2 separate regions of the Anser cygnoides genome follow, and region 2 is linked to region 1. A link is a contact called in public Hi-C data. All regions are on one chromosome and are shown on one strand. The core of a region is the stretch at or near the end of the contact, and the rest is flanking DNA. Distances in the headings are between cores, read along the strand shown. Region 1 overlaps KIAA1671 (KIAA1671 ortholog). Region 2 holds the start of ANKRD13A (ankyrin repeat domain 13A).

The links. A called contact is a pair of places that touch in the nucleus more often than the background predicts.
Region 2: a Hi-C map of liver shows a contact between it and region 1, with 2.1 times the contacts expected there. The contact joins the promoter of ANKRD13A here to the enhancer-like site in region 1. A contact is called at or near these places in 2 of 7 Hi-C or Micro-C datasets (both in liver).

The regions. Positions count from the first base shown.
Region 1 is chr17:1,385,555-1,391,686 of Taihu_goose_T2T_genome, forward strand. All of the region lies in intron 6 of KIAA1671 (KIAA1671 ortholog), which reads right to left. Among named protein-coding and RNA genes, the nearest start is that of CRYBB3, 35 kb to the left of the region's middle. Within about 2 kb of position 3,602, at least 3 of the 3 cell types and tissues checked have open chromatin away from gene starts, as enhancers often do. A contact at or near this core is called in liver, where this site is marked.
Region 2 is chr17:1,501,630-1,507,232 of Taihu_goose_T2T_genome, forward strand. It overlaps ANKRD13A (ankyrin repeat domain 13A), which reads right to left and starts at 3,436. Exons shown (of 15, transcript XM_048073766.2): 1 at 3,273-3,436; 2 at 1,262-1,394; 3 at 1,003-1,127; 4 at 491-536. The coding sequence starts at 3,359. It overlaps GIT2 (GIT ArfGAP 2), which reads left to right and starts at 4,041. Exons shown (of 21, transcript XM_066979369.1): 1 at 4,041-4,192. The coding sequence starts at 4,141.

The sequences.
Region 1 (6,132 bases), core at 2,352-4,851:
ACCGCCCTTCCTACTGCATTTCGTGATCCCATGCGACTTCAATCCATTGTTTCAATTACAAGTCGATGAGGGAAGGTTCATCTTACTGTTTCTGTAAAGCACATGCAACACTCGCGAACATCATAACAACAACTAAATCAGAGCACTATCAGCTCAGTAAGATAAAACTCTGTACCTTACGTCCTCATTTAAGAGGAGTCACATTTAAGTACGATATACTTACACTTCTTACGAATCCCAATCCAAAAATGATAACAGAAGGGAAGGCAAAGGCACAAAGCAAATCTTACCAGGTTCCAAACGCATTTGAAAGCTGCACTTTCCTCTGACTTAATCAGTATTAGAAAATCCAGATAAGAAAAAAATTAAATTTGCATTTGTTATTTTCCTTATAGAACTACGCTTGTGATAAAAGAAAAACATTACTAACATTAATAATTTTCATGACAATACAAACACTTGTTTTTACCTCGCAAAATAATGTACAAGATTATTGCTGTAAAGTGCACTTATTCTTGTATGTTTTGCATTCATTTAACAAAGGTGTGAACCGATTAATCTATTCTCTCTCTTAAATACACTACGTCTATAATAAATTGCAGTTAGATGAAATAAAAGAGGAACGGGAGCATTAGGCTAATAACAACATGCTTAATACATCTTATCTCTATCCGTGCTAAGCTTAGACTGCAACAGGGTGGTTAATTACTTTGAAAAGGCAGTCTTACTACCACGGTCATCTTTGACGGGATAAGGGAAAAACTGCAGGTTCACATTTTATTTGTAATCAAAGCAGAAAGTCGGGTACCCATTTCTCTCTAAAAAAAAATCTGTGCACTTTTATCAATAGCACATAATTATTCCAATTATTAAAAATATGTAAACAAGTCAGTTGTGAGAATAACTTTTAATGTAAGCTTTTAAGCAATTTAAATTTAAAATGCAACAATAAGAATGCTAAAACAGTTCTTCTGAAAATGGTAATTCTTTTTGTCCCCCAAGCTTTGTTTCTCTTGAACTTAAGAAAGGGCCAGCTAAACATCCTGAACACACACAGCTTTTGTACCTTGAATTGTTTCAGTGTAAAACAAAGATATCAATGTTAAAGCTTAGGGAATGAGCTAAAAATATACTATGATGTTTGAAAGCTCATGTACATAATCATTCAGCACTTCCCTTCTATCTCAGCTGAGGAGGAAAATCTGAAAAAACAAAGGAGAAACAGGAAACTCCTACAGCACAACTATTCTGGAAAGTACTTAAAACATTTTCTTTACATTTACTTACGTCAAAAGGAACAAGTCAAGCAAAAGAGGGATAAATAGGATTTTTTCCCCATTTTCACCAATAAAAAAAAATCTACTGTTAAGAAAAAAAATTGTTGATAAGTATCACCATACAAATAATAGACTTTTCATCCAACATGGGCTGAAAATTACAAATTAGCTACACACTTACAAAAGCTAATGCTTAGCTAACTGCTATCACCTAAGAATATCATCCTCTCACCTTCTATGCCTCATAGGGCATAGAAGGTAAATGATGACGAGGACAAAAACAAGCATAGGGTCAGGTTGTTACTGCTTGAAATGACAGCTGGGAACACAAGGGGCGTGCGGGAAGCCTCTCGCTCCCATCAGAGTTGATCGAATGTATGTGCAAACAAGAAAGGGCCAAAACGAAGAGCCACTCGAATCATCTCCTTTTCTTCGCCTGTCTGAAGTCTCACTGTCAGTTCAGCCCCGTGTCCCAGCAGTCGTTCAACTCCCTCCTCACCAACACCGCTGTGCAAGGGCATCAGAATATGCCACGTCAGGGACGATGCCAGACTCCCAGCTCTCGTTCCACCTCCTGACGGTTTTGCCACCCAGCTAAATGCAGCCTGCACAGCTCAGCCAGCCTCATGTCCTTCTGCACTGGCTGCTCGGGATGCGGCATTCCCACCTGCAGCTGCTCCAGGAGCCCTTCTGCGAGAGAAGCTCTTCCCTTGCGCACGGCTGAGCTTCTGGGGAAGCAGGGTTTGGCCCACGCACGTTGCAGTTACGAAGCAGACCGAGCGCTTGGAAGACATCTTCTCAAGCCTACCAAGACATTCTAGTGCTCCTTGGCAATGCCACACCTGAAGTAAGGTTTGCTTCAGGGGGTCGGAAAACACAGGCAATTCAAAACACGAGGGCCAATTTCAGAAGACGGACCGCACGCTACAAAGAGAACAGTACGTTCTCGGAAAAGTTAGATGTGCCTCAAAGCATACTGCTCTTTAAAGTCAGTTAATGCCAGGCTTATCACTTCTTAAGGGATGCATTTCCATCATCCTTTCAAAAAGGATAAAATATGGAACTTTTTATTACTTCCTGGCTAGAGAAATTTGGTATTATTTTCTCCCTTACAGAATGTGCTCAGGTAATCTCCAGCTATTGAAGGTATAAATGTGACTTTGCGAATTCAGAACCCACTCTAAGGGAAAAGCGCTCTTTCGTGCAAGCCGTTACTTTCGTCAAAGAGCAGGAACAAGAAACTGGAAAGTAAAACTGCATCTGAAATCACTGCAGCTGTTCTCGGCATAATCCCACGCCTGCCTAACAAGTGCCTGAACCACCTTCCCTCCGCACAGCTGGAAGCGCCGCACACCTCGGTGTTCTTTCTGCTTTCGCCCTGCAAAACACGACTCCACGCATCTTTCATTTACATCAACCACTTCTAGATCACAGCGAGCAGAACAAACATTAAGAATAAGTTCGTACAATGTGTCCTTCACCCATTTTACCTTGCAACATGCCATTTTTAATGAAAAAAGCAATAGCAGTTATAAGGCACTGCTGTGTAACGAGCACCCTGAGCGTGCACACTTCCATTATTTCCTGCTCCGTGCTCTCCCTGCCTCCTCTTCCCCATCGCCCAGCCATGCTTAGCGCCAGCTCCATGTCCCCAGGACACGGCCAAGGCAGGACCGACTGCTCTTGCCCCGGGCTTCACCCAGCCACCACCGGGCTCCTCCGCAGCCCCAGCGCTGGCAGGGCATTAAAACACCCCCAGCTGTAAAAGGCTGTGTCAAACTGCTCATCAGTCCACTGCTACAGGCAGGGCCTTCATATTTTTTAGACGAAGGGCATTGTCCCCGCTAGGCCTGGGGCTCCGTGGAGTTTAAGTGGCTGATTTGCTGCAGTCCCTCCTGCGTTTGCAACCAGATCTGCCGCGTTTCCTGCCCTGACCTGTGGAGTGCCGTTGAATTGTGAAACAAATCCGGAGTTAGATCCAGCCTCATCTGACATCTGCAATCTCCAACTCTAACAATCAAAACTTGCCAAATATGTGGATAGCAAATAACCTATGCTGCCTCCACAGCACTGCGTGTATTTACCAGCCCCAGCCATGAATCACTAAACCAAATACTACATTTTTCCGAGCTTTATCCATGTTTAAGATTTACCTCGAGTTAATTTTTAAGAGAAGCCTTGCACTACAGTACAAAGTCCCCTCGTGTCTGGAGGAAAGCCTGCTACAAAGAACTACTTTCTCCGTGCTCAAGCTGCTCTCTGAAATGCCGTTTCCTTTCAGTACAGTAAACACGCACTGGCTGTATTAACAAGTCCCAACTGCTGAAAGAACAGAAACAATAGTGGGAACTTGGCTGTCGCCCAGCGGTAATGGCACGGACAACAGCATGGGAAAGCAGGAACTGAGTCAAAACAACTTTATATCAAAATATTAGTAGAGAGGCAGTGAGGTTACCTCTGGTCTGTGTGTGTCGATGCGGTTTAACAGCCCCCTTCAGCCCTGCATCAGAAGCGTGCTCACTATTTCGGGTGCCCAGAGCCCGACACGCTGATGGGCAGGTGCAGGCAGGTCCTCAGCCCCGGCTGCTCCGAGCCCACAGCAGCAGGGTCCCTTCCAAAAAAAATCACCAGGTCTACAAGTGGCTGCGTCTTTCTGAACACGATCCTTATTGCACCACGTTAACCTAGAATGCACTATTTCGTAAAAGCATTTCATGGTAAATTAAACTTAATCCCATTCCTAATTGCGACAGGCTGCCGGGGATGCTGTGCGTGCAGCGGCGTGCACAACAGCTCTCCCTCGCGTTCCTGGGGGGAACGGGCTGCCCTGGCCAGCTCTGCTTGCTCTGCGTGCTCGCAGCAGTGACTCAGAAGTTAGGACTCCTCTCCTACAACAACATTCAGGAATTAGGAGAATGGCTATCTAAACAGGTTTTCCTCTGTAGCAGTGCTTCACTCGCTCTTAGATGCCCGATTTGCAGCCGACATCAGCACAGCAGGCACACCTCGGCCACCACCCGAGGAGGGGTTTGTACCTCTGCAAAAAGGTACCCGAAATGCAACCGCCCGGTCACCAGAAGCAAGCCCCGTAACAGAACGGCAGCGAGCTTCATCCTCAGGGAATCCCCAGGCAGAAGCCACCAAGGGAAGGCTGGGGCAGCCGGCACGTGGAGCTCAGAGCGGTGCTCGCAGCCTTCTGCCATCGCCGCGCCGCTGCAGTGACACGCAGTGGCAGCACGCTTATCAACGACCCGTCGCCTCCTTTGCGATCATCTGGTGAAGAGGTATCAAAGCAGTTTTTAAAAGGCAGCAGCTGATACCTTGTCAAAACAAACTCGAAATCTGGTTCCTTCCTGCAATAACCCTATCTCCTTTCAATTTTATAATTACTGTTTAATGGCTGGCAACAAAGAATGAGGTCTTTTTCAACCATCACAGCGCTGCAGCGTAACATTTCATTTAAAACATGCCATCTTCCTTTGAATGCTTTCGGGACGCGTTCACCACTCAGACAGACAGGTGCCAGGCTGAGAAGCAAACTCCTCAGGAACAGCACAAGCACATTCCCTAACCTCACTCCCAGTGGCCATACCAAAAGGCCCAGCCTCGGCCACCTCCACTTCAGCTGAGCACCGCAGCAGCACACGTGTGGCAGAGCAACGCAACGGAGATTCTCTGATGCAACAGGGTTTCATCTTAGTGATCTCTGAGCTAAAAAAAAAGTTCTGGGTTAGAAACATGGAAACAAAAGACACTGAGCAGAAAGAAACCCATCGCCCTTCTAACCCACATTTTGACCACGTGGCTAGGATATTTTTAAAGTTTAACTGGAAAAGTTAAACCAAACACCACTTAACTAACTGAAAAGAACAGTGGGTAAATGTACAATAAACTTATTTGAGATAGCCCCATCCCACTCCATAAAAAAAAAAAAAAGTGGAAGAACGAACACTGGTCTCCTGCAGGCTTTTGGGAACAAAAGCAAACTTCATTTTGTTAAAAGTGGAGCCAAGAGCGATCTTACACCATACCTATTGTCTTTTCATGTTCTCAGCATCTTCAGGCACTCGCCTGCCCTACGTGATTTTCCCGTCACCCTCAGCAGATGTTAATGAAGTACCCGTTTTAGGAGGTAACCATCTCCTACGTGGGCTGGGGGCATCCAGAAGAGGCAACATCCACCTCTCCCTGGGGACGACGGTGCTCCCTCTGGTAGCTGCTCTCATCTGCTGACGTTACCCGTCTCATCTGGCTCGACCGGCACCCACGCGGCTCGCCGCTGAGCCCCAGGATTTGGGTTTCCGATCACCTCAGGCACCGCGGCCGTGCAGCTGCAGGCCCAGGAGCCCTCCGAAGGGCCCAGCCAGGCCCCTCACTGACCGTCCGATCGGCCAGGATGTTCTGCGGGTGGCTCAGCAGAAGCAAAGTCACAGCTGGCTCCTGCCCAGGGCACTAAAATCGCATCTAACATGGCTCGCATCCCGACAGCGACCCTGCTCCCCCTGCAAGCACAGCGGCGTCTGCTCGCTGTCAGCCAGGGCTCCGATTCTTCTCCTGCGCCATCCACCCTGGAGCAGATCCAGAGCCTTATCTCTTTTCAGATCTGTCCCCACCGCAAGAAGTCTGGCCTCTGCATGCCGACCTGGCTTATATTACCCAGTGCTACTTGTAACTGATAAATTGTTTATCGGTGTGCTCCTACAGTAGCCTCAGATACATTAAAAAGAGATTACATCATGAAATTGCAACGGCCCACAAAAAAAAAAAAACAAACTGGGGCAGAGCAAGAATTGCTCATAACTTTGAGATGGTTACAGACAGGAACAGAAGCCACCGGGAGCACTCACTAGTGGCT
Region 2 (5,603 bases), core at 2,186-4,685, 120 kb after region 1:
TTCCAATTAAAAGATTAACATGAAAAGGAATGAAGCATCGGTTCAGACTGACGGATGTGAAATGGGTTAAAGCCAGTCTCCTAGCAGCCTGATAAATAGCCGTTTGGAAAACGAAGTCAGCTCTAAGTCCTAGCATTCATTTCTTTAAAAGCAAAGCGAGTACTTCCAAGTAGTCTGTGCATCTACACATCAGACGTGTATCACTGTCTTAGTCATTGATAGCCAAAGATACACAAACAAAATCCTGGAAAAAGTCTTCAGCGATTCTGACAATGGTTAAAGCCGCCATTAAAAAAACAAAGAGAGAAACAAAGAACAATTGAGCAACAGAAATACAAGAGGTTACTTTGAGAACTGAAGATAAGTATTCTGGGGAGCAGGGAATGAAGATTCCAGTAAATATATGTCTCTGCATATCTTTTGACATTTATACATGAGCAGGTCCTTTTGTCTACTGCTTAGAAGAGAGAACAATGACCAGGACTCTTACCCCAGCTAGTAAACTCCCATTTCATTTCCACATAAAAGTCAGGAGTCTGGAAGAAGAAAATATCCTATGAATATTTCACAAAACAGTTTTAATCTAACGCTCAGAATAGCATTTCCCATGAATGTTTTCGATAAAGGAAAACTAAAAAAGAACAGAACTTCAGACATAAATGAACATTACAACAATTAAATTGACGATAACAGGAATAAAATACATCAGCTTACTGCTGGTTTATAACAAGCTATTTTGCTTTATTTTACTGTAGAAGCAGCAACACCTTCAAGAGTCATCCTCCAGTGCTGGACTTCATGACTATGGACTTCAAAATCAGAGTCAAGAAAAAGTCTCCACCTCCCACAGGTCTGTGCAATACGCACGTTGAAAGGAAGAACACAATTGCCCATCTTCAGATCAACGGGGCTCTAATCTCTGTTCCTGATTTCAGTGTACTTAAACGAACAACTTGAACCAGAGTTACGGTCTGGAGTAAAAGGTTTAAACTAAATAACTACCTCATTAATCTTCTGGAGTAATTCAGGAACTCCTCCAAGCGTCCTAGAGGTCTGCTGATAGTCTCGATGCTGCAGAATCATATGTACCATCTCCGGATCTCCTGTGCTGACAGCTTCATGTAAAACTGAAAGAAACCCAGGCACAAGCTAGTTTTAGTTTGCTTTCTGAGCAAAACACACAGCATAGAAGCAGTCAAAACACAACATCTGCAACTGGAAAGCATTAACACATAATATCTGTTTTTAAAGGTATCTTTACCTGTCCATCCCTGTGCGTTCTCTTTAGTTACATCTGCCTTGTGTTGAAGAAGAACTTTGGCAGATTCTATGTAACCCAGGGAAACAGCAAGGTGCAACAAGGTCCGGCCTCGCGGGTCACGTTGATCAACATCCTGTTGAGTATCCAAGAGATAAGTAATGCTGACGCTGTTCTATCAAGCGCAGTTAATCACAGCACACTGAGGAGGTCACATAAATAAAACTTGCTAGTAATAATTGACTCTAGGCCTAGTAATCTAGTAATACATGACTCTAGGAGTCAATGATCCCTAAATACTCCCACTTAGCAGTTTGTGATGCGTAGTCAACTCAGTTTTCAAACGCTGCCGTACTGCCCTTCTGCCCTCAGTACGCTGCAGTCTAACTTCCTCCCCAAAAGAAAAAGAGAAGCAGAACAGGGCCCATACACTGACATGGTAGGAAACGGGACCTGCAGAACAGGACCGAGCTCTCACTGATGCTTCTCATTTCTTTTCCTGTAATTATTTCCCCTTCTGTCTCCCTTCAGAAGCGGTCTCTTTCAGGAACAGACGGGTGTTCCACCCTGCGTGCACTGCACCATTGACAGTCAACAGCTTGAGTGGAAGATTTAACCTTACACAGCAGAACAGGAAGAAAAACAAAACAAAAAAAAACCAAGAAACCAGGCCATACAACACGGATTTTGTGTAGCACTTTTTGAAAGCAGAGAAGCAAATGTTAAGCTACAAAGCGTCCATTTGACTGACACACACAGCACAATGAAGCCCGAGTGCACTTTGCACGAGTTACCAAAAAACAAAAGTAAAAAGATATGCAGGCATAAATATCCAAAACATGCAAGCACAACATACTCATACCTTACATATTTTTCACTATTAGCTTAGAGATTTGAAACAGAAGAGCATCTACAACTAAAGGAAAAGGGGAAAGTCAATAGCAGAACAAGAAAGGAAAGTTATTACGCAAGTTAACGCGGTTATCTGACAGCGTTCAGTTCGAAAGACCACACGCAGCTGGGTAAGCTTCATTTTAAAGGGCTCTGTTTTCACTTCAGTGCTCGAATACCAATCCGTTTGCTTCCCCCCTTCCTACAGAGAAATGCCTACTGCACTGACAGGCAGAGGACTCTAAAAAGGCCCTCCTGGTGGTTTTTTTTTTTTTTTTTTGCTGTTGTTAACCGGTAACCAGGTATTTTACCCATCGTTTGCCATACCAAGTGCAGCTGGCAAGTGCCTTCTGATCCCCTCACGCACCCCTCCGCCAGCGAGAAGCTTATCCCAAGGGAGCAGGAGGAAACGTATCTTTGGAATACTCGAAATCAAGTCATTTAAAAGCAGACGAGGGAAGTCCGAGACAGACACATCCCATCTTAATACGTCGCTCGTTTCCTCACAGCGTTTCAGGTGGTGGCACTGCACCGGGGCGGGCGCCTCAGGAGAACGAGGTGCAGAACGGTGCTTATTTGATTATAGAAAGCCCCAGCTCAAAATGTTATTGAAATAAACAGAAGTAACGTGCCAATAAGGTTAAGGACTTTAAGCAGTAAGAATTAGAAGGTTTCAGACCTCGTTAAGGACTCAGATTACACAAATGACTAAGAATTAGAAGGTTACAGACCTCGTTAAGGACTCAGACTACAGAAATCAGACAAAAGCCACCCGCATTCCAAAGATTCTCCCCAAAAACCCGGCAGGGGAGCGTGCTGTGGGCAAGCGTTAGTAAACCGCGGGGTGCCGTCGGCGTACGGTGAGGAGGAGGAAGGCAGCCGTGATCCCCCTGCTTCTGCTCGAGCTCTGCTGCGGGTTTGCGGCCCGTTTCCCTCACGGGGCCGGCACCGGGGGCCCCGGGCCCACGGGCAGGGCGGCCGGGGGGGGTCGGGGCACGGCCCCGGGGCCGTGCCCCGACCCCCCCCGGCCGCCCTGCCCGTGGGCCCGGGGCCTCCGTGTAGCCTCTCCCCACAGCTCCCGGCCCCCTCACGGTTCCCGGTACCGGCTCCCGGCCCCCCGTACCTGGCCGTGCAGCTCCTGGTCCAGCCGCCGGTGGTCGTTGTCCCACACGAGGGCGTGCAGGGGGAAGGCCCCGCCGGGGGAGCTCATGGCGGTGCCGCCCCCCCCCCCCCCCGCCCCGCTCCGTCCCTCCCCCGTCACCTCAGCCCCGGTCCCCTCACGCCAACCCCGCCCCCCCCTCCCTCCGGGGAAGCGGCCGGGATGAACCACAGAGAACGGGGTGGGGGGGGAGGGGTTCTCCCCTCGGCTCCCCTCAGCGCTCACGGAAGGAGGAAGTCGCTGAAAACCTGGAACCTCCGCCCCTATCGAGCTGCGGGTGGAGGGGGCGGGCCGGCGGCGGGAGGATGTCGGCGCGCACCGGGTTCCCCCCCCCCCGCTTTAAGGAGGAGTTGGTTTCGCCCGCCCGCCGTGCTGTGGGGCGGCGGGGGAGCGCCCGCCCTGCGGCGCCATTGTAGGTGAGGGCAACCGCGGGCACCGACGCCTCCGGCCGCCATCTTGATCCCGGGCAACGCCGGCAGCCGCCATGTTGGGTGAGGGCAGGGTTCTCCGCGAGCTCCCAGTTCCGCCAGCCGTCCCGCCGGCCTGCTCCGCGTCCGCCGCTCCCGAAGCCTCGCCTTTCCTTCCAGCGCCCCGCCTGCCCTTGCCGCGATCCCCTTATCACCACCCCCTTAAAAACGCGGCGGGACAGCGGAAGGCAGGCGGCGTGAGGCGGGTGCGGGCTGCCAGGAACCAACATGGCGGCTCCACCCCCTCCCCTCCCCGCTCGGAGGACGCGGCGGCCCGGCGCATGCGCGTTGCGCCTCGGCCCCGGCCCGGCCCGGCGCGGGGGGCCCCGTGAGCGCGGCAGGAAGCGGCGGCCCCGCGGGGCGCCATGGCGAAGCGGCTGCGGAGCAGCGAGCTGTGCGCCGACTGCAGCGCCCAGGGTGCGCCGGGGGGGCGGCCCTGACGGGCGGGGGGGCACCGGGGAGGGGGCCGGGCCGGGGAGCGGGGGCGGCCCCGAGCCCGCCGCAGGGGCACGGAGCGGGCCGGGAGCGGGGGCCGGGGGCTGTCGGTGGCAGCGGGCGGGCTGAGGGCTGTGGGGGGGGTCCGTGCCTGGGACAGCCGGGCTTCCAGAGCCCTGCCGGTGCCCTGCGGCTCCCGCTGCGGGCACCCGAAGCATTGCCGTTCCTCAAACCGCCTCCTCTACTTTTTTTTATCTTTCATAAAACCCGTTGTCCCTCCCTCCCAGGTCTCTGCGCTTGTTTAGTATTTACCTTCTGTGCCGGTTCTCCCCGGCTAACCGCTCACGGGCACCCCGCGACGGGTTTAAGGCGCTGCAGGGCGCGTCGGTGGCGCTCGGCGGCTGGGACGCGGCCGGGGGGCACCGGCCCCGGAGCGGGGCCGCCCTCCGGTTCCTGCCCTCGGGGGGTTGCGCCCGTCCCCGCAGAGCCCGGTTTTCACAACGGCAGGGCTTGCGAAACTCGGGCGGGCGGCCGTGTGCGCCTTATTACGGGGGGGCAGCGTTTGTGTGCTCTCAGGGCCCGGTGGCGTTGCGGGGCGGCGGGTACGGCTCCGGGCCGCCGCTGGTTTATTTTTATTTTGCGTTCGCGAGGCCCCCCGGGACGGCGCGGTGTGTCAGGAGCCGGCCCCCTGCTCTGCTGTGTCGTGACATAACAGCGTTGCCTTATCGTCTGGTCTTAGCGCAGAACTCTGCTGGCTTGTCCGTCCGCGTAAGGAAACCTTGATCGTTTCTTTAACGAAATAAAAGTAACCCTTTTTCGCTTGAAGCAGCAGCGACGGGCCCTCTGGGAGCTGCAGGGACCGCGACCTGTTAACCCACAGCAGCCGTCGCAGGAGCAGCGGCTGGCCGCTGCGGTAACATTGGCCGCTTGCTGGTGCTTTGTTTCTTCTTGTGAAGCACGAGCAGTTTTCTCGTACGGGAGGCGATTTTACGTGTGCTTTTCTGGTCGTTTCCTATTCTCAGGCAGGAGCTCGCGGCTCAGGCTCGCCTGCGCACACTTCCTGTTTTCAGTCACGCTGCCATGTTCCTGAAAGCAACCCTGGCCGACCCTTTTAGCTTCTCCCCTCTTGTGCTTTGGTATCAGCTTGAGCATATCTCGGTTGTGTCCGTAACTGTATCTCTTTCAAAAAAAGGACCGGAACAAACCCCAGCACAGACACTTCCATTTAAACCTGAACTGTCGGCTCTCCTGTACCTGACAGCTCTGTCACACTCCGTAATGCTGCTCCCTTTCCATGGTACTAAACCACGTATGGACTGAGTCGAGACTCCACAAATCTTTGTACATTTTGATTAAAATAACACTTAGAATAAGCCGGCGTGACTTTGGGAAC